Linked DNA regions of Mus musculus: region 1 is linked to region 2. The links are chromatin contacts, called in public Hi-C maps. All regions are on one chromosome and are shown on one strand. The core of a region is the stretch at or near the end of the contact, and the rest is flanking DNA. Distances in the headings are between cores, read along the strand shown. Region 1 has its middle 42 kb from the start of Neurod1. Region 2 has its middle 74 kb from the start of Gm35748.

Evidence for each region. A called contact is a pair of places that touch in the nucleus more often than the background predicts.
Region 1: a contact with region 2 is called in a Hi-C map of cerebellum, with 2.2 times the contacts expected there. The contact joins two enhancer-like sites.

Annotation. Positions count from the first base shown.
Region 1 is chr2:79,496,873-79,500,740 of GRCm38.p6, forward strand. No RefSeq gene overlaps it. Among named protein-coding and RNA genes, the nearest start is that of Neurod1, 42 kb to the left of the region's middle. Within about 2 kb of position 2,274, at least 4 of the 459 cell types and tissues checked have an H3K27ac peak or open chromatin away from gene starts, as enhancers often do. A contact at or near this core is called in cerebellum, where this site is marked.
Region 2 is chr2:79,046,813-79,050,487 of GRCm38.p6, forward strand. No RefSeq gene overlaps it. Among named protein-coding and RNA genes, the nearest start is that of Gm35748, 74 kb to the right of the region's middle. Within about 2 kb of position 1,354, at least 57 of the 459 cell types and tissues checked have an H3K27ac peak or open chromatin away from gene starts, as enhancers often do. A contact at or near this core is called in cerebellum, where this site is marked.

The sequences.
Region 1 (3,868 bases), core at 1,024-3,523, 450 kb after region 2:
GGAAGCAAAAGAAATTCATAGATGCTCGGGAATTTATGCTTCGGAATTTTCATGGGAGAATTATTTTTAGTTCTGATTTCTCCAAGCCTTCCTTCTCTCCCACTCCCCAAAGACAGATGAGCTCTAGAAACAGGAAATTAGTGAAGAAAAGAAAACACTTCCCAGGAGTATGTGATTTCTCTGCAGCTATTAGTCAGAATGATTTAGTGATATTCTTGCAAAAATATAAAATAAACAATAGAAGAAGTCTATGATGTCAGCAGGCTGGGGGTAGAATAAGAGTTCCACAGAACTTCTCTGTGCTACTGTAGAGACAGCAGTGTTGCAATGAAGAAGGATTTTGCCCTGTTTTTGCTGAACAACATCCGGGATCAATAATAGTAAAAAAAATAATATTATATATCCTAAGAACTAAGGAGGAAAATATAAGCAGGGAGTGTGATAGGAATTGACAGAGACATCTAGATGAGATGGTCAGAAAGAAAAGTCTACTGAGAAAATGATAATCAGATAGAGAATTTGAAGCAGGTGAGGGTGGGATCACGCAGAAGGCTGGAGGAGGTGCTTTCTAATGAGACTTAGCAAGGCAAAGGCCTTTGGGCAGGACTGTGGCTGGCAAGTTCATGGAGAAGCTAGAGGAAGCAATTAGAGGCATGAGCAGTGAGGTTGTAGTGAGAGATGTGGGAAATGTGCAGGAAGAATTCCAGGAACAAGGTGATACAAGGTCATTGTACATACATTGCAGCCAGACATGTTGGACCACACCTGTAAGCTCAGCTTTTTGAAGTCAAAGACAGTTTTGGATCAATCTAGTCAGTGCTACGCTAGCCTGAGCTAGGATTAAGTCCCTGTCTTGAAAATCAAAAGCAAGCAAGCAAACAAACAAAACAACAAAAAGAATATTGTGGGTCAGTGAGAAGCCTTGGTGGGTAAAGGCATTTGCTCACAAGCTGAATAACCTAAGTTTGATCTCTAGATCCTACAGGGTAGAAAGAGAAAACAAATTCCCTCAAAAATATCTCTGACTTGCACATGACCTCTGACTAGCACTCAAGCATAAGCCCACACACAAATAAGAAGATGTGCTGGCTAGTCTTCTGTCAACTTGACACAGGCTGAGATATCGGAACCTCCAATGAGAAAATGCCTCTCTCCATAAGAGCCCAGTGTAAGATATTTTCTTAGTGATTCATGAGGGCAGGGTTGGGTTGGCCCAGGCCATGGTGAGTGGTGCTATCCCTAGGCTGGTGGTCCTGGGTTCTATAAGCAATCAGACTGAGCAAGCCATGAGGAGTAAGCCAGTAAGCAGAACCCCTCCGTTGCCTCTGCATCAACTTCTGCCTCCAGGTTCCTGTCCTGTTTGACTTCCTGTCCTCTGGTTTAAATAGGAGCCAGGGAGAATCTAACTCATGTGATTTTTAAATGCTGGAATATAAACGTTAGAAAAAAAGTATAAGTCCAATAAACCCTTTCCTCCCAACTTGCTTTTGGCCGTGGTGTTTCATTTCTGTGATAGAAACTTTAAGACAATAAATAAATAAAATTATAATTAGGAAAAAAAGGTGTACAACATTTCTAATTGCTATAGAAATTATGATATATCAGAAGAAAAATAGCAAGTAATTATTTGGAATAATTATTTTAAAAAAGAAAGTACAGGGTTCTTTGAAGTCACAGATTGGGGATCTAATACACTCTAGGGGTTTTACAGAGTGGAACAATGTTCATGTTGAGATGGAATCACACCCATGAGCAGGGTAAATAGAGACTAGGTACTGTCTGTCACTAGGACAGCCGTGAGCTGCAGCTATTGCTAAAGCAGAGGCGGGTGCGTTAAAACACACTAGGGGTTGACAAGCAGGTTCATGATTAAGGGAGAGAACAAGAGGAATGGGGTGGCAATTTGAAGCTTAGGAAACGGGGAGCAGGTATATTGCAAAAGGTGTTGTAGGTTACTTAAGAGTTTGGATCTACCTGAAAGTACTGGAGAGCCAGGGATGACCAACAGGGAGATGAATGAATGATCAGGTCTATATTTCTGGAAGATCACTCTTGATGGAGACTGGAGAGCCCTTGGAGAGAAGGATGCTGCATAAGTGGAGCAGTTATCACCATCCGGTAGTGGTCCAGGGGGCAGGCAGCAGCACTAGTCACTATGGTAATGGAAAGGTGTGGACACACCGGAGATATTTAGGTTGACTGGATGTGGCATCATGATGGGAGAGGTTAGAAGACTGAAGATTTCATTCATCATTTCATTCTGGCTCACTCCACTTGATCCATGGTCATGCCACTGACACTGAACCCAGCATGAATAACAAGGTCAGAGATGTCTTGGGTCTCTTGGAGCCAGCCCAGCATCAATTTAACTCAAAGAAGAATTTTTTTTCTGCATTTTCTTCTTCTGCACTGTCCACCAAATGAAAAAAAAATAGAGACATAATCCAATCATATATTATTCCTTAGGTGAATTTGTTTAATCTTCACACTTTAAACGAGGAATATTATTTCTAAGCCACAGTCCCTGCAGATCTGTGTTCCTTTTCTGAGCTTGGCGATTTCACACACCAGCCTGAAAGATGCGGGCTTTTCTAAAGCTGAGCACGTGGCGCCATCTTCGGGACAGTTTGGCAAAGCCTCCTAAGCCAAGCTGACTGTGCGGTTTACACTGGAACTTTCCATCCAGCAACTCTGACTCCATCTTGTTCAGTCATTAAGCTGAGAGCAGTGTTTCTCCAAAGTCAAGTTGTGCGAACCGAGCCTTTGTCTCACAAGAACTGAATCTTAACACAGAAAACAGGAAAAAAAATGGAAGCAGATTTGCCTTCAAAATAATCATTCTAGTTTAGTGTCTGCACTCTGAAAAACAGGTTTTGGTCTTGGGGAAAAAAAAAAAAAACTGCAAGAGGAAATTAAGGCAGTGTGGCTGCAGGGTTTCTGCCTTCTTGCTCATCCTCTATGCACCTTCTGGCTTTGCTTGCAGGAGTTTTGCTCTGGTTTAAATAGGAGCCAGGGAGAATCTAACTCGTGATTTTCAAATGCTGGAATATAAACGTTAGAAAAGAAGTCACTCGAAACTTTGGCTTAGAAGATGTAATCTCATAAATGTATCCAAGCTCGACCTGAAGACTGAAAGGCTGTGAATAAGAAATCACTATTACACCAAGGGCTAGCCACACGAGGAAAATAACACTTTAGGAACACGATCATTTGGCTATGGTCTCATATGCTGAATCCAGATAGGTAAGTTCTAACCCCCAAATTATCTCTTTAGAATTTACTATCTTGATGAAATCTTCCCCCTGCTTCTTAGATGGAAGGCCTCCCTTGTGGCCCAGTCCTGAAATTAAGCCTCAGTCAAAGGCAACCTAATAACCTCAGCAGAAGGACTGAAGTTGAGGGCAGCAGACAACCTGGGACAATTCCCCGCCATGTAGAATTCAGAATGAATGTCTAGAGATTTGAGAGAGTAGGAACCTTCAAGAGGCCGGAATTCCAAAAGACTGCTATTTGCACAACTAGAGGAACTGCCCTTGCCTCATCACAGTCTGTTCTGAATCAAGTCAAGAGATGAAAAGCCATAGTCTCTGCAGATGGAGCAAACAACACATGCTTAGAACACTAAAAAAGGGACAGAAACATATTTCACACTGTTCAAGCAGTCGTTATTTTATGCTTCCCACTTATTCTTGATGACAGTCAGCACATGTTCAATGGTGATCAGAGAATGTTATCATATGGAGGTCACGCTGGCCCTTGTGGGGCCTTCCCCAGCACAATGATATGCTGTACCAGCGTACACTAGCACACTGGGCATTCTGGGCTGACTCTACCTGCACCTGGTCATCCTGCCTCCCTCTTGACAACA
Region 2 (3,675 bases), core at 104-2,603:
CTTTATTTCAAAAACCTTGCTGCATCAGCAACAACAATAAAACCACACATACACACACACACACACACACACACACACACACACACACACACACACACTCCAAAATTAACCAGACCAGGGTCCACACACCTCAATGAGTGGTCATTATACAGTTAGTCATTTGGAAAGGAAGCTGTGTGGCTATACATTGGATTTTATGATGAATATATTTTATGCAGTTTTCTGCCACCCAAACTAAAAACCTAGGAGATTTAAAACTAGGCAAACAACTAGATTTTTTTTTGTCCTTTTTCATAACATATCCATCACCAGTATCCAGTCCACATCCCCTAATTTTTAATCTTTCTTGTCCTTTTCTACATTGCACTGGAGCTATATGAACAGTTGTTTACATATATACACCAGTTATTGGCTAAATTTCACATATAAGAAAGAACATACTTTTTTTTTTTTTGCTTTCTGAGACTGTATATATTAATACCATACATTCTAAGTCCATCCATTTTTGTTTTTCATTATGGTATAAATGCTGACTTTACTTTCAGTATAGTCTCTGAGAAAATACCAGATTTTAATGTAAGAATTAATTATAATACATATTGATTTAGAATATCTATATCAAAACTTTGGTCCAAGTTCATAAATAAGAAAATTTCTGCCTTTGAGCAGTTAAAATACCAGTTTTGGGAACTTAGCATTAAGTTTAGTATATATAAAAAAATCAGCCAGCAATTTGAACTGTAGAATAACCCAGTATAACATATTGTGAAAATGTAAATAGGATGTGTTTTTTTAAATACCCTATTTAACTTTAAGTGAAATCAATTTTCTAGCTACCTGTTTGGTAGGCTGGCTTTCTTGTCCTTAAGAGTCAATAGTGACCTGTATTTCTTAACTTGACTATTATGCTCTAAGAAAAGTATCTTTGAAAAAAAAAAGCCATTATGCTTTAGAAATAGCTATTTGAGGAGTTTATAGGGTTTTCCAGATGTCTGATTGAAGCTGTCTGATTCTTATGTAGATTATCTCCAAAACACAACATTTGGTTTGCAGAATTGTGGTTCACAGGAAAATGGCTGCCTAGCAGAGGCAGCAGAATAATTATGATATCATTAGAAATATTTAAATATAAATAACATTCTATATTCGTCCTTGTCTCCTGTCTAGGTTTTGACAGGAGGAGCCAGTTTTGATGGGATTCCTGTGGCCCCGTAGATTTTTATCCTGTTATCCAATTTTCCGCTGCACTGATCTCCTTCTGTCAAACTGACTGCCAGCCAGCCTTCCGTTCTCCCGAGAGGAGGAACAAGGCTTTGTATTATAGTGGACAGAAGAAAGAGAACAAACACCCGATTTTCTCCCTCTGAGAGCTGTGCTCCCTCATTTAATAGAAAATTCCATTGTCTGAGAGTTGAGGAGAATGGGGAGAGGCATCTGAGAAGACTTGAGCTTTTCATGCCGCAGAACAAGATAATGTTGCAGGGCAGCTCAGACCCACAGCTGAATGGCATACAGATCGGAAGGCAGTGGTCCAGGATGCCCAGGGGCACATGAGTTACTGAGATGCTGTCCAAACTGGTTTGTGCTGAGTATTCCCTAGCACTGTCCCATAATGTGGAAAAGACATATAGATGTAAAGAAAAGAGAATGATCATTTTCCTTACATCTCAGGATGCAATAGGGGATGCTTTTGTGTGTGTGAGTGTGTGTGTGTGTGTGTGTGTGTGTGTGTGCTACACAGAGTGATGTTTACATATTGTGTAGAGCACATAGATAAATAGAAATGAGTACAGGAGCTGAGACAATAAAACTATATGGATAAATAAGAAATGGGGTGAGTGACAAGCTTAGAATCCAACAAAATAATTGCAAAATTTCAAAGAAAAATAAAACATATGTTCAGAATACCAAGGTCTTCTAAGCAGTAGACAGTCAAAGCAAGCCATGCTCTTCAGGCTATGTGTATCTTTGAGTGTATCTGGATCCGTTGGCTTCAATCTTCTGAATTAGAAAGAGGAAACTGGTATGGGGGACATTTGGGATAGCATTGGAAGTGGAATTGAGGAAAATACCTAATAAAAAATATAAAAAAAAAAAAAAGAAAGAAAGAGGAAACTGCCAAGGTGTGAGGCAATGCTAAAGGTCTTGCAGCAGTGGTCACGAATTAGGTCATTGAAGGTCAGGCACTGGACTTTCCATTTTTATATATGGTGTATGTATATGATATATATATAGAGAGAGTGAAGTCTTATAATTCTTTATAAAAATTAACCCATTTCATGCATTAAAAAGGCACAAAATCCAGTGAACATTTTCCTTGTTACTTACCTGATAAGAAGATATGTGGAACTCTGTTAGTCTTGAAAATGCATTCAATATATAGTCAGAACTCTGTACGTGCAAATGCGTCAGGCAAAAATCAGAAGTGTTGACCTGGACAGGCTATTTTTCTAAGCTGTTAAAATGTACAGATCCATTCTGAATGTAGCAAAGTGCCTTAGTGACTAGGGTGTGGTTTCCCCCTAAGGGTGTGAGTACTGAGAGTAAATGCAAAAGGGACATCTTCCTCCTTCTTGTCTGTGTCGTTGGTGTTTGAAGCCATAGGTTGTATAATATATATTAGAGATTTTTGGTTTTACCCTTGGCTCCAAAGAAAATAAAAGAGACTAATTTACCTTTCAATGCCAAGACAAAACTGTGATTCTTGTCTCACAGTTCTGGGCTTGTGATCTACTTAACTACTGCTTGAATGGGACAGGGTCAGGCTGATTCTGAGCCGTTGTGATCTATTCATTAACACATATATGTCATTTTATAGCATATTGTAACTATTCACTTATACTTTTAACTTATAGCAACTTGTTGTGAAATTTGCTGGGTAAAAGGTATCTTAACTGATATTTTAAAAAGGAATAAATACATGTATGTGACTTACCTATTATCTTGTCCATATGTACAGTTGATACCATGATGCTTTTAGATATATATGTGTTGTGAAGTGACTAAACCAAAGACTAACGTATCACCTCGTAGGTTTAATCTGTGTGTTCAATGAGGACATCTAAGATCCCACTTAACAATTTTGATATATAACTCATAACATGACTAGCATAGTCACTATGACTATACAGATAAACTCTTAAAATTGTTCTATGCAACTGATAACATCTGGTTGATATCTCTGATCTATACTGTTAGGCTCTGGTGACCATAATTTCTTGTCTTTGCTCTTACAAGGTAAAATTTGACCTTTGATGATTTTCATACAAGTACATCTGCACTGGAATTGGTTGAACACACAGCTATTAAAGACCATTTACAATTTCCACTGCTGTCAGACCTGTATATTAACCTGGGTGATAGATAAGCAAAGGACCACTAGCTTAGTATGGAAAACTCACACTGATATTCTACTGTCTTTGCTCTATAAACTTATCTGCACATCATCTGTAGTTCATGAAAAAAATGTAAGACAGTAATGACATGAATAGAATGGAATTATTTTGCTCTAAAAGCTTGTGGACAAAGGGAGAAGAAAAGAATGGAGATATTTCAAATTCTATTTATCTGAATCTTGCAAATAGCCGAAGAGCCACATACGAAAGGATGTTTTCCGACCGTATTTGCAGGGGTAAACTTATGGTGGATATTAGCATGCTCTGATGCACCAGAGTT